Linked DNA regions of Danio rerio: region 2 is linked to region 1. The links are chromatin contacts, called in public HiChIP or PLAC-seq maps. All regions are on one chromosome and are shown on one strand. Each heading gives the region's core, a stretch centred on a gene start, on an enhancer-like site or on the middle of the called end of the contact. The rest is flanking DNA. Distances are from core to core; before and after follow the strand shown.

The links. HiChIP or PLAC-seq counts read pairs in DNA pulled down with a chosen protein or histone mark.
Region 2: an H3K4me3 HiChIP or PLAC-seq map of embryo shows a contact between it and region 1, with 3 times the contacts expected there. The contact joins the promoter of rab5aa here to the promoter of oxnad1 in region 1. A contact is called at or near these places in 1 of 18 Hi-C or Micro-C datasets (hematopoietic stem cells) and 1 of 4 datasets of contacts at active chromatin or transcription factors (embryo).

Annotation. Positions count from the first base shown.
Region 1 is chr19:22,669,630-22,677,453 of GRCz12tu, forward strand. It overlaps oxnad1 (oxidoreductase NAD-binding domain containing 1), which reads left to right and starts at 4,941. Exons shown (of 7, transcript NM_001110456.1): 1 at 4,941-5,032; 2 at 5,146-5,209; 3 at 6,881-6,987. The coding sequence starts at 5,150. It overlaps gpnmb (glycoprotein (transmembrane) nmb), which reads right to left and starts at 175. Exons shown (of 12, transcript XM_686712.11): 1 at 1-175. The coding sequence starts at 52. It also overlaps a transcript of pals2b not described here.
Region 2 is chr19:23,104,141-23,111,964 of GRCz12tu, forward strand. rab5aa (RAB5A, member RAS oncogene family, a) reads left to right here and starts at 4,429. Exons shown (of 6, transcript NM_201485.1): 1 at 4,429-4,556.

The DNA of each region.
Region 1 (7,824 bases), core at 3,691-6,190:
CAGGAACAAAAAATGCCCAGGCCAGCACAAATAACAGCTCCAGTCGCATCATGTCGATTTGTGGATTAGTTGAAAATTTTATGAAAACTGAACTATCCAAGGACTTTTTCCTTGTATGCCCCCCTACGACACCCTGGCTGGTTGATCCCAATCTCCTCAACTGTCTTCTGCTGTCGTTCTCCTCCCTCAGTCACTCTAATTTAATACAACAATCATGTGACGTTCCTGTAATAAGGCGCATCTGATTCTTCATTAGGACGTGGATGCGCGCGGGCGGAGTGGAGTTTCGTCTTTACTTAACCCTTGCTGTTACTACAGTAGATTTTAAAATCAACTTCTTTAATTTTCTCCGATTGGCGACTTTATTTTTATGTAGTCTTGTATATTATATTATTATAAGCAAATATATCACCATCTCATATGAAATGTAATTGATCCAAGAATCATTGATCCCAGTTTTTTAGTTATAATGTCAACACAAACACAAATGGGCTAAACACAAATCCAAATAGCATTCTGTGACAGTCAATGACAAGAAATTGTATAACAACACTGTAAAAGATGCAGGGTTACACACAATTCATTCATGTTGTCCCAACACAAATCGATTAAGATAATTTGACACTTTTAACAAATTGATGTGGATTGAAAAAAAAATTAATTTAATGTGTGAAAGTCTCATTTATTAACACTATTTCATTACACAAATACAAATTGTGATTATACGATGATTATATGGATGTAGAAATTAACTTTCAATGCTGCATTTGTGTTCAATTGTTTGTTCGTTTGGTATAGTTTTTACACTGTACAAAAATGAAAGCCAAGTATTACGTAAAAGGTAAGTGATGGTGAAAATGTGGCATGTTTTGCATGGTTCAAGATTATAGCAATTTTTGTACTATTCATTTCTTTCAAAAAACATGGATTTTCGACACAATTTATGATCCTGAATTCAACGATGAACTCAATAAGTAAGCATAATCATAACTTAAAACTAAGTTGTTTTTTTTAGATATTTGTAATATTAATAATCCATGATAATCAAGAAACTGCCTTATTTTTAACCTATACAAGTCTTAAATTCGACCTATAGAATAACTAACCTTGGGTCATAAAGGTCAAAATATGTTTTTCCACTTAATTCTCGAGTGCAAAATAGCATTGTCAAAATATGGTTGTTTGTATCAAGAACATCATTGACAATTTTTGAAATACTAATAAAATACCCTACAGAACATACGAATTAAGGCAAGAAAAGTTTTTAAACGTGAGAATCATTTAAAATGTGAAAATATTTTCAAATAATTATAACTAATGTTAAAAATAACTATTAAAAGTATTTACATTTGCAGGACAAAAGTTGAGCGTGGCAAAAATGTAGGTGGTATGTGGACTAAACAAAAATAGACAGAATAAATATGAAATATTGTGACTTTTATTACAAAACATTGAAGTTTTCTAAACAGTTGAACTGTATTAAGGCTAAATACTGTAGGCTACTTAAAAATGTATAGCTATTAAATGCGCAGCACATTTAAATGAACAAATTACATTTGCGTGCATGAATTATTTTGAATTAAATGTTTGTGTTGTTCTTTTGGCTTTTGAAATGAGCAAACGATTGTGGTAATATAAGAAAAAAAACATGGCTTCTAATTGCAAACCGTTAAATAGCCTACATTATTTAAATCCGGATGTCATAAGACGTTTGAGACATTTGCACAGACCCATTCCGTGCGCTTTCAAGTGACAAGAGATTGAGAAACAGCTGCAGGTCAAGGGACGAACGATATTACAGATCCACTTTTGTAAAGAGCTTGTCCTGTCCAACGCTATGTGGACAAGAATAGGTAGCTATAAGTCAATCTGGAAAAAAATGGAAAGCAATTATGATATAGTCTGACAATTATTGAATCTATAATTGTAAATGCGTTACTTTATGATCAACTTTAGTTTGCCCAGAAAATAAAACTGGCATGTTACCCATCACATGCTTTGATGCGTCTCTCACGAGCTCAGACTTAAAGTTCCTCCCAGTTTTTGATGTAATCATAATGGCGTGACTTTCCGTGACATTTGTTTGACTTCACTCCTGTTCGTGTACATAGACACTAAAACATGAAAACACGAAAATAAAAAAACACGCATTTGCAATTTAGAATAAAATAGTTTTTTTGTAATGTTTTAGTGTTTCATTTTTTACCAAAATTAGGCTATACCAATGTTTGGGTCACAAGTTAACATTTATTCTACTAAGGCACATGCATATACTTTTGTCATGAACCTTTCCAGCCTTGTCTGGCTTTTATTTTATATAATAATATAGTACAATAAAAAATATTAGGCTATATATTGATAATTTCAAAGCTATAGCACTTCTTCAGTAAAATGAGATCATGTATCACGTGTTCTTGTGCTAATATCATCTAATTAGATTCCAACAATAAGTAGTTGTAATTGGAGTGCTCACAATATGATTATGATATCTTCTTAATTGTGCATGCCATGACTATATTCAAATTCAGATATCACTTTGGTTTTTGTCTTTTAAATGGCATTTTTAAAAGTCATAGCACATCATTCTTTAGCTTTGAATATATTCCCAAATATTTGCTTAGTATATTAGGCTAATTTTAGATCTATGCTTCTTAATTTGGGAGGAAAGGCAATGTGCAACAAATTATGCAAGTTACTGAACTCAGTCCTTAAACTATATGTGTGACATTTAGTAAAAATAATTCAAATGTGGAATACTTAATAATACTTAATGCAAACAATTTAAGTATTTCCTTGCTCAATCTAACCCCTAAAATAGCAAATTTATGCTTTTTACATGAAATCCCTCAGAAAGTTTATACAAAATTTAAATAGTTTAAAATCACCTTCAGAGTTCCAGTTCATGGTCACATTGAAATGCAGGTAAACAAATTATTCTAGTCTTCAAATTTTACAATAATTGTCTTTCTATTTTATTGTTGAATTAATATCATTTCAACCCAACCCATTTCAACAATATTATGTTATTAATAGTTGAAGTCTCAATTTTTAGCCCCCATGTAAAATTAAAATTATTTTTCAATTAAAAAAATTATGCTTAACAGACCAAAGAAATTTTCACAGTAATTTCTCTCTATATTTCTATCTCTCTCTAAGTCTTTTTTGACTAAAATAAAAGCAGATTTTTATTTTAAACAAAGACATAATTTAAAAACAAATTTTGGTAAAGGCCAAAGAAAAATATTTTAATAAAGACAAAAGAAGTTAATTATTAAACAATTTAATACAAATGTGTTGAAATATGTTTCTGTTAAATAAAACTTTTTTCATTCATTCATTTTCTTTTTTTTTAATCCTTTTTATTAATCCGAGGTTACCAGGAATGAACAGCCAACTTATTTAGCACATGTTTTATGTAGCGGATTCCCTTCCAGCTGCAACCCATAACTAAAAAACATCCACACTCATTCACACATATAGACTATGGACAATTTAGCCTACCCTGTACCACATGTCTTTGGACTTGTGAGGGAAACCCAAGCAAACATGAGGAGTACATGCAAACTCCACACAGAAACGTCAAATGACCCAGCCAAGGCTCAAACCAGCGACCTTCTTGCTGTGAGGCGATAGTGCTACCCACTGCTCCACTGCGTCACCTTAAATAAAACTCAACAACTATTTTTAAACTAATCACGAAATCACATGAGGGCTAATGAAAAAAGTTGCAGTTTAAAGAATTGATTTCACTAAATGCTTTTTAAAAAAGTATAAGTGATTTAGAAATTGAAACATATTGTAGATGAATAGTTTAATAGTTTGTTTGTCAATGTGTGATTCATGGTAACTAAACATTTTTTTTTTCCATGTGAAATCTTGACCAGGACACTTTTTTTCACAGGTCAGATTTTTTTTTTTATCTCAATGTCTTTCCTGGTAAAATAAAGGTTATACTACTATGACAACGACTACTACTACTACTACTACTACTACTACTACTACTACTACTACTACTACTACTAATAATAATAATTTTAAATCCATTGATAAAATAAAGAAGGGTTTACTTTTAATTATTAGGTAACTTAATTACAGTTTATTTACCTTAAAAACTGTTCATAAAATCAACAGTACTGTAAATGTTAATTAGGAGAAGAGTAATATATATTTTGCAGAATACCTATATTTTTTTCTACTATACATATACTGGTATTTAGATTTCTTATCAACTAAAATTTTCTAAAGAAGGATTAATTTGTCTGAAAATGAAAGAAACAATAAAATGTATGTCATGAATGACGTGTATGAAATGTTTTTTATTTATTTGATTTGATTATACTGTGGGCGACACAGTGTAGTTTATATAAGTGTAATTTATATTGTTTATGGAGTGAGATTTATATGGATATTTAGTAATCTAAATAATCTAAAATCTAACTTCTTTATCCAGTTCTAACTCAAATACCACCGCAAGATGGCAGTACAGTCTCGAATCACCCACCGTAAACACAGACGAAGAAGAAACGTCACTCACCGGAGCAGAAGAGTGACAGAGGTGAATGATTTTTACGTAAAGTATTCCTCTTGATAAATATATGTATTCATTACGATGTGTTCGATTTATTTTCACCTACTGTTTAAAATTAAACCTAAAGAGATATTAAAAATAAAACCAATAATTTAGTTAATAACACTAATTTGCTTGTTTCTCACACGTGTGAATGTCTTTATATATTGGCTGTTAAAAAGAAATTCTGATATTTCAGTGTCGTTGGTTATTATTATTAAAAGACGAACTGCCCTTTCTGTCTGATAATGTTATAAGGTGTTTGACAGAGTTCCTCCCGTCACATCTGACCATGAGTGCCCCGTGCTTTGTACGAACGGTGGCCAGAGGTTTCTCCGGTGGATCAGGACTGTTCAGACCTGCTGTGTTGTGTTCAGACAAAGTCACAGTCACACGGTGAGTATCGTCCAGAATCCACTGCTGTTTCTAGAGGCTTTGGACACTAAGGTTGTGTCCTAAAACCTGGTAAGCAGCCTACCTAGTCGGCATGCTACAAAACATCCACAAAAAAGTATGTAGTATATGAGACAAAGTCATTGTTTTAGTGTATAAACTATACGACCCTAAATGTGTTTCAGAAAAATGACATCCAGGAGACGGACTGACCATCTAGAGAGAACTGCTAGTGTTCATCGACAAATGGTGAGTTTTCTTAGATTTGTTTTCTGTTTTTTAGATGAAAATCTTGACTTTTTAGTTATAGATTCTTGCTTGGGTCTTTATAAATGGTTAACAAATGTTGGAGCCTTGTAGGTGAAAGTTCAGACACTTGTTTTGTGTTTTAGGTCCACCAGTGTGTCATTTGATTTGTCACAAGACTAAATTCAAGATGATGTAATCGAACGTTAAGTTGTTTCAGTTAGTAACACTTTTCAAAAAGGTTCCATTAGTTAATGTATTTTTACTAGCACGAACAAAGATGCAAAAACACATTTATTACAGTAGTAATTACAGTGTTTATTTTTTGTTAATATTAGTCGGTGGAAAAATCTTTCATTGTTGGTTATTGTTAACCCACTGTGTTGCACTTTACATTAAGGTTCGTTAGTTAACGCTAGTTACTGTATTTACTAACTTGAATTAAGAGTACAATACTTGTGCAGTATTTATTAGTCATAGTTCTATATTTACTAATGCATATTTTGGCAAATTGATTATCATTTGCATTTGGTTTAGTGGTTCGTTTACAAATCATGACAAATTATTGCAAATTATGGTTTAACTTTCTATGTTCATTTGTATTAAAGGGGACCTAATATGCAAAAATCACTTTTATAAGAGGTTTAAACACAGTTGTGTGGCAACAGTGTGTAAACATAGCCAGGCTCTAATGGTAAACATTGTTTTAATTATATTTTTTTATAATCACACTTCATAAAGCCAGCTTGTAGAAACATTTTGATTGACATTCTCCCTTTGTACATGTCATTGGAGGGGGAAAGCCCAACCAATTAGTGACTATCTCTCCCTCATAAGTGTAAACTTTTAGCTCTGTCTTTTTTGGAAAAAAAATGATCAGTTGAATTTAAAGTGACAGTCACAAAAAGGGATGTCATGGGTCCCCTTTAAAACCATGGTTATTTTCAAATGGGCATTTATTTAACACTAATTTTATTGTGAAACGATGTTATAGAACTTTATATTTAGTTGAACATGACTGTGTGTAGATTTGGAGTAATACAAATAAATAATGACTCCCGTTTGTACAGCTACATAGCATAAAACATTTTAAATTAGGGCTGTGCAATATATCGCAAAATGATTGTTATTGTGATAAATGACATGACATTATGAATAAAATAATAATAATAGTAATAATAAAATAAATGACATTTATTTTATGCATTGGTTGTTTATCTAAATTTGACCAATCAGATAGGGCATTACTATTTTTACCAGCACCTCCTCAAAATGTTTTGCTATTGGCTGGAGCGGCCCAAAGGTAAACCCAGAGCTCAAAAAAAAAAAAAAAAAAAAAAAAAATACTAATAATGGCGGAGGAATATGACTACAGCCAATCAGAGTCAGAATATCTGCTTAGGTTTTCACTCAGTTATCAGATTTAATTAGATCTTGAAATATCTTTCACCTATTTTAATTTCATTACATAAATTTAAAATCATTTAAAAAGATAGCTAATGAAAATACAATTTTTATAGGGAAATGTTATATCATAAGAAATATTGTTTTGTTGAAACATTTAACAACATTACCTATTTTCCCAGTATTATGCAGAGCTATTTTAAATATGGGAGGATACAATGTGTAAATTCTATGTATAAACCAGATTTGATGTTCTGTTTGTGTACCCAGGAACTTTTCTCTGCACGTGTTTGTGACATTATTAGTGAATCTGATACTGTAAAGAGACTAAGACTGGAAGTGGCTCATCCTGACTTCAGCTTCCGTGCTGGACAGTGGTAAGAAGAACTATACATTTGTAAAATATGGGCCATATAATTGACAATGGGCAGTGTAATTATTATTTAATATTGTACACTTGAAAGAACTATTCTGGATTCTCTTAAACAACGTTTCAGTGGAGTTCTTACATAATAAGTGTGAAGTTTCGTTAGTTTTTTAATGTGAAGGACATTTTAGTAATCTAAAGAACCAGTTCTACCTATAAAGAAAAGGATGTGTAATGGAAAGTTACTGTACTTAAAGGATCTTTGTAATAATATAATACAAATATTTTGTGTGTTCTTGCGCATCTGTTACATGTCATAGCCATCTTAAATGAGACATTATTCTCACAATGTAACACTTGAAAATCATCTTCTAAAAACATTCTGTTGCCATGGAAATCTCTCTAATGCTCTGCATTTAAAATTTCTCTGCAATATTTTAATATCAAACCTTTTTCTAATCTTGACAGAATATATATAATTGAAAAGGTCTGAGAATCACTTTGTTAAATGTGCTGTTGTGTCAGAAATAAATACATTTTGTGGTAAATAAATAAATAAATACAATTAAACATTTTGTGTCGTCCGAATGCTGTTTTATATAGCATCTAAACAAAATCATACAGGAAAACTACAGTTTTTGTGATAGCAACTTAAAATTTATAACATTACTAGATTTAGATTATAATACACATGCCCATGGCCATGATTTTTCTATACATTTTATTTCACATAAACACCTCAGTATTATCATACCTAAAGACATTTGTCAGGTCCTCAAACTGCGTTACTGTTTTTAGGACTAGTTTCTTATCATCCAAATTAGCCTTTTGTCGCTAATTCTAAGAT
Region 2 (7,824 bases), core at 3,179-5,678, 430 kb after region 1:
GCTTTGTACTTACAGACAGATAGACAGATAGATAAACAGACAGACGAATGGACAGACAGATAGATAGACAGAAAGGAATATAGACATACACACAGATAGATAGACAGACATCCAGAAAAAAAGACAGAGAGAGAGAGAGGGGGATACACAGACATGTAGAAAAAAAAGACAGAAAACAGACATACATACTGACAGACATACAGATCGATAAATAGACAGACGGAAAGATAGACATACAGAGGCAGACAGAAAGACAAACAGAGGCATGCATATACATACATACATACATACATACATACATACATACATACATACATACATACATACATACATACATACATACATACATACATACATACATACATACATACATATAGATAAGACAGATAGATAGATACAGACAGATGAATGGACACACAAAGAGTAAAGATACTGAGGCAGACAGATAGACAAACAGAAGTAGACAGACAGACGGGCAATGAACAAACGGAGGGATGGACACACTTCGGCAGACAGACATACGGACAGACAGACACAGACATACAGAGAGACAGACAGAAAGACAGACAGGCAGACAGATGATTGAATGAATGAAGGGATTGGCAGATGGACAAACGGAGGGATGTACAGACGGAGGCAGACAGAAAGACAGATGGGCTGACAAGACAGACGGACAGATGGGCAGATGAATAAATGGAGGCATGAACATACAGAGGCAGACAGACACAGATATACAGATAGACAGACAGACATACAGATAGACAGACAGACATACAGATAGATAGACAGAAAGGCGGATGAACGGAGGGGTGGACAGATAAACAGATAGACAGACAAACACAGACATACAGAAAGAAAGAAAGACAGACAGACAGACAGACAGACACAGACATACAGAAAGACAGACCCAGACATACAGAAAGACAGACAGACAGACAGACAGACAGACACAGACATACAGAAAGACAGACACAGACATACAGAAAGACAGACAGACAGACAGACACAGACATACAGAAAGACAGACAGATAGGTAATTCAAAGGGTTAAACTAGAACATCTCTAGTGAGATGTTCAGATATCACAACAATTTAAAAAGTCTCTTATTTTCAGTGGCTCAAATGTAACTTAACAAATAAATATAAACAGAAATAAAGATTTTTTTATATATTTAGTTGCAAAGTCTAGAAACCATTGGTAAAAAGTGTATATACAAATCTAAAAAAATTTGCCCAAAATTACAAACTACTGCAATACAAATGGCTCCAACAAATCTACTTTATCACGGTTAAACTGCATAAATTCAATCCAAATAATCCTGAGAGTTTTTTGAAATGCAAAGTAGTGGGTTTCCTTTGTCATTGTATTTTGGAGTGTATTGAGATTCAAAGGTTTTGAAAGGACTGCTAAATTATAAGTGTGAATGCGCCTTTAGTTGTTAAATTGTTTGTTTATATCACATAAACTTTGTGGTGAATACAAGCACAAACTATTTTAGTTTGCTCCAGGCTATTTTTGTTATTACTTTACAATGGAAAGAGACTTGAAAGAATCAATGGATTAAAGAAATGACCGGCCCTGCTTTAGTTAAAGGGAAAGTACAAGATTTTTATTAAATATGGACCCCCTTTTCTATTGTAGTAATCAAGTGGAACAGACAGCATTGGATATTTAAAATGTCAAACCTTATCTGTTAAATTATGCACTTGTATTCCAGCAGAACAATTATTTAATGAACAAATAACTAATTAGTGACCTTGGTCAAGAATCAGTATGCAAAATTGAAAGCTGTGTGAACTGGGCTGAACGATATATCACTTGAGGATCAATATCTCAATGTGTGTGTTTGCAAAAGTTACAGGATTAGATTATTTACAATATACAATTATTTGTACAATAATTATCAAGTTATTATATGTTTAATCATGTGTGAATGAGAGTGTATGGGTGTTTCCCAGTGATGGGTTGCAGCTGGAAGGGCATCCGCTGTGTAAAACATAAGTTGGTGCTTTATTCCACTGTGGTGACCCCTGATTAATACTGGGACTAAGCTGAAAAGAAAATGAATGAATGTTAAATTTTTATATTTGAATACTGTTAGGCCAAATTACCATATTTGTCCTCTGTTCTATTTATATATTATATAAATTATATATTCATATTTTAACTTTATCCTCTGTTCTATTTGAATATTATAGATCTCAAGCTCAATTCCTGGAGGGCCGCAGCTCTACACAGTTTTGCTCCAACCCTAATCAAACATAGCTGATGCAACTAATCAAGATGTTCAACACAGATACTATTCACCTTATTCTAAAATGCGGAAGTACGCCTGTTTTCGTGATTGTTTCAGAACTTCCGATTCAGTCGCCTATGGAAAAAATGACTAGGAATAATAAACGGCAGAAAATGGTCAAACTACTTACTCTGCAAACAAATGTTTGCATGACTATACAGACCAAGTAGAATAATGTAATAAGAAAATATCAGTTAGCAACATCAAAAAGTGAAACGAGCAGTTTTTAATGTCTAAAAATGAATGGAAGTGAATGAAACTGGAAGTCTCGAGCCAAAAAGATTCAAATGGCTGCGCCCGCTCGTCGGCAAAGAATAAGGTGAATTAAGCAGGTGTGAGTTGAAAAAGCTAAATATTACAATTTTAAGTAGTAATTTAATAGTAATAGTGACTTAGTGACAGTTAAAGCGAGTACGTCTCTAAGTGGTTCTATCACTATGTTTAATCCTTTCTGCGCAAGACTGCATGGTATAGTTCAGGGGTGTCCAAACTCAATCCTGGAGGGTTGGTGTCCTGCTGAGTTTAGATCCAACTTGCTTAAACACAGCTGCCAGGAAGTTTCCAGTAAATCTACCAAGAGCTTGATTAGCTAGTTTAGGTGTGTTTGATTAGGGTTGGAGCTAAACTCTCCAGGGCACCGGCCCTCCAGAACCGAGTTTGGACACCCCTGGTATAGATAATGCCACACACACTGTAAAGTGTTTTATATTGGTAGTTCATTTTGAAATAAAATTAGCTAAATGTTTGTTAAGATTTACACTTTTTGCTGGAGGAGACAGCTGTGCTGATGAGGTGAACGCCGTAAAAACCCCACTGCAGGTGGTGTTTATTAAAAAATTATAAACAAAAGACGAGGATTTCCCAGAGATGGGTTGCGGCTGGAAGGGCATCCGCTGCATAAAAACTTGCTGGATAAGTTGGCGGTTCATTTCGCTATGGCGACCCCAGATTAATAAAGGGACTAAGCCGACAAGAATATGATGATGATGATGAAAGACGAGGAGGAGCCAAATTCAGCTGCCATTTTCTTAGCAAATTTAAAAAGGACTGAGGTGATAATTTAATGTACAATTTATGAGCTAACCGCAAAAGTTTTAGGGGGGTTGAGTAGAAATATAAGGGGCTACAGCCCCCCTAAAATAGGCCTAGCAACGCCCATGGTTGGAGCAAAAACAATGCAGAGCCGCGGCTCTCCAGGAATGGAGTTTGAGACCATTGTTATATATGCTTAATTTATTCGATTTTATGCAGATGTAAGGCAAAGAAAAAGACTTCATCACCCTAGTCGATCTGAATTATTGAGATACAATTGAGATAAATTTTAATCTTTTAAAATGGAGCTCATCAAGCCATCTGGTGAAATTGTATTCATTGATTAATTTTTTCTTTCAGCTTAGTTCCTTTTTTAATCTGAGGTCGCCACAGCGGAATGAACTTATCCAGAATATGTTTTACGCAGCGGATGCCCTTCCAGCTGCAACCCATAACTGGGAAATATCCATACACTCTCTTTCACACACATACACTATAGCCAGTTTAGCTTGTTCAATTCACCTACACCGCATGTCTTTGGACTTGTGGGGGAAACTGAAGCACCTGGAGGAAACCTACGTGAACATGTGAAGAACATGCTAACTCCACTTAGAAATGCCAACTCACTCAGCCAAGGCTTGAACCAGCAACCTTCTTGCTGTGAGGCGTTTGTGCTACCCACTGCACCACCATGATGCCCGCCAATGAATTTATTTTGTATTTAAAAAATCTGTTACTGTGTTTATAACATTACATTCAATTTGAATTGCTTTTAGTTTGCATTCATAACCTCAAATACGCATGTGAATAACTTGAAGTCAATCCGAGTCCTTTCATATAGGCCTATAAACATTGAATTATATATACTTTTTTGTTTTTTTTTTAGATAGTAAGTTAGGCATATTATATTTAAAAAAATTAAACCGTCATGATGTTCCTTGTTTTAAACATAAACTGTACAACACATGTTTGACCAGACTGATTCGACCTGGAGGAAGCACGTCATTTCAGGGCGGAAGTGTCATCTGACGTGGCATGTTTGAGGGGCGGAAACGCTTGTTTGTGTTTTGGTTCTAAAGGGGAAGTTGCGAGAGAAAAGAAAGGAGGAGACTTGATCGGGGTTGGTAAAATTCCCTCTAACCGACCCCAATAATAAGGAAGACCTCTCAAAAATTTAATTACCCCGTCGTCGGAAATCAGTTCAAGCAACCTGTCGGCTGTCATTCAGGTAAAAAGACACCGAATACCTCCGCTCAATGCGCCGTTTACTGCTTTGGCGTATCCCTCAAGCTAGGTAGCCACTTTAGCTTGCTAGATGTCGACAAAATGTTACAGGCCCCTTGTCCTTAGTCTGACTTCTTAAGTCATCAGATCGGTTCTTTTCAGCCAAGTATATGCTTTATACGTAATATTTTTTTCTTAAAAGCTTGAATATATAGTCATCCTGCGTTGTTTGCTTAGCTGAAGCTTATGTCGAAATGCAGTTTGGCTCCAAACAGGGTGGGAATGCTGGAGTGAAAGTTGCTTATCGCTGTATTATATTCTCGTTATTAACTAATTCTTCTAGATTTATGGCCGATTACTGGAGTTCAACAGATTTGGCATCTGACCTGATGTGGGCTGTCTTTGCAAGGAACAAGACAGCTTGTTCCTTGGCTTGAAGCTTAGGGCTGTATTGAAAAACAGAGAGATTGTTTAAGTTGGGCGATTTAAAGTCTAATGTCGACTTGCTTTTTTTTTTACTTGAGGAAGCGATGTGATAAAACGGGTTTATTTTGAGTGGATGATTCATGGTCAGAATGACTGTGTCAACCTTCAACACAGAAATCACAGGTTTGTTTGTGTTAGGTCTGTCATTAAAATGACACTACAATCCTTCCAGAAGAAGCTGATTAAATTCTTACAGAGAAGATATGATTTTTGCAGTGTCATGCAAAAACTTCATCCAAACACTGTACTTTTTTCTTTCACTTTTGAGGTTTGTATGTTAGCAAGTAGCAATATTGTACTGGGAAAGTGTGAAACAACAAATGTGGTTGTTAAATCCGCTGCTATATATGTAACGTTAACAGCAAATCTACGCTGTTAAAACTGTATGATCATTCAGTCATGGCAACATATGTTTTTAAGTCAATTTAATGAATTTTAAGTTAAAAATATGCACAAAATTAGTTTAATTCAACTTAAAAATTTAGGGCAACCATGTAATTTTATTTAAAGTATGAATATACAACATTTTGACATGGTTTGGTTATCTTAAACCAGAAACGACAGGCCTGCTTCTCAAGGAATTAGTTTATGTCCTGTTATGCAGATAGAGATCCTGTTGTTAATCTGATGTCAGTGTGAAAGCAGATCTCGGTGTCTCTTATAGAAAGTTCAGCTTGTGATGCTGCAAACCCACATGGGCATTCTGTTTTTATGCTCTCCTATTTCACAACGGCAGTAATAGCGGAGTTTAGAAAGTGTTTTGAAGGCTCTTTTAGGCTTTTATTATTGACAGTTGGTGGATTTTTCTGTGGTTTTGTAACCCAAATATGTGTGCACTTAATTGGGAAGTGACATGTTTCTCCAGCTGCTGAATTGTTTCATTGAGCTAAATGGGCCTGCTTGTTGTGTCTGCTTAGTCAGGACATTCTATGCGAGAATGGGTTACCATGGCTACAGACATGTATTTCAGCTATGTAAATTATGTTCAATGAAGCAGTGGTTTTCTGTGTTTTTGTCTGTAGAAATAATATGTTGACTCAAAATATTATTGAAAAATTAAGGATGTTTGTAAGTCTTAAATCTAAAGAAAGTTTTGATATATTTGATAGGTTAAAGATTTGATAGTAAAGTGAGTTTATAAATATTTGATAATTTCACATTTTTATAGTAATATCAATATAATAATATAATAAAGTTGCTAAACTACTTATCATTTTAAGACATGTTAGATTTTATTGTTAGACCCTTTGAAAAATCAGCATATGTTTTGAGTAATTGTGTTATCTTTACTAGTGCAGAATTGTCAGTTGATAGCGTGCAATGTGTATTGAAGTAAAAGTTTTAGGTAATCTTTTTTTGACATTCAGAGAGATGCACATATTCTGTGGTACACCACCTGTTTATTGAATTAAACTATACATTAGAGCTGCACAATATATCGTTTCAGCATCGATATCGCAATGTGCGCATCTGCAATCTGAAATATAGTTGACCAGGAGCCACAGAACACATGTGATTTGTAGAGTTTGCATGTGTTTTTGAGGACCGTGACTGAGCATTTCAACAGAGTTTAGAACATTTCAGCACACACAATTAGATAACACATTATTTTGATGGTCCATTTAAGTATTATTTATTTATTTTTTATTGCAATAATAACAATACATTACAACAAATACAGATACAAAACTGAAAGAAGTATGGTACAATCAATAGAAATGTTATCCATTTAAGTATTAGTAGACTGTCTGCTTAATATCTATACTTACACTAACCTTAACCCCAACCTAACAAATCTACTTATAATCTAATGAGAATTAGTTAGCATGTAGATGCAATGTAACTTAAATTCAACAAATGGACTATCAAAATAAAGTGACCAAAAATGAAGAAGGTTTTCTTATATATATTTTTTATTTTATTTTTTTTCTAGTCCAAATCTCTACATTTCTAAACGAAAACAAGATTATTTTACTTACCACATTGGCAGATAACTTTGCCTGTTTTTAAGGGGAAAAAACTATTAATTTCTTCTGACGGTGAAAATAAAACAATTTTTATTTGATCTAAGAATTGTTAGATATCTGGACTAAAAACAGAACAAAGCAAAGGAAGAAAAGCATTTTTTTTTTTTGCATTGAAATGTTTTCTCTAGGATTTTTTCCAGCGGTGGCGACAGGCCTTTTTTTATACACAGATCTACCAACTACCTGTGGCGTTATTTCAATGACAAATGTTGTTTGTCGAGATCGCATTTATAGCCAACAAGCATGTAAATCTCTTTGCTTGTGTGCCGATTTCCTCTGCTCGTGCACAAAACTTCCTACACGCCCCTCAAACATATGCTGCTCAAGCACAAATCTTCTTGTGCGCTCTTAAATAAATGCTGCTAAAGTGCGATTTAGTGCGTTTATGTAATAAGTATGTCTCCAACATTGATTAGATTTGCTAGAAATATTTATGAATGTCTCAATAGACCTACGGAGCGGTATTAATGCGTCCTGAAGTAAAGTGAAAGGGCTACATCGTGTTTCCTGGCCTCACGCATTATGCACCCCCCAGTCAGTCAGTCAGCACCGTCAAATAGAGCTATTCAAACCTTCGTTTCAAATCGAAAAATTTATTGCAGAAAAATAAAATTTCGCGATATCGGATTTTTCCAATATCGTGCAGCCCTACTAATGTATAACATAATGTATATATATGTTTTATCATCTTATTGATTGAAAGAGTTGCAAGGCACAACAAAAAACACTACCCCAGTTGCTATGGCAGCACTCTTAGCA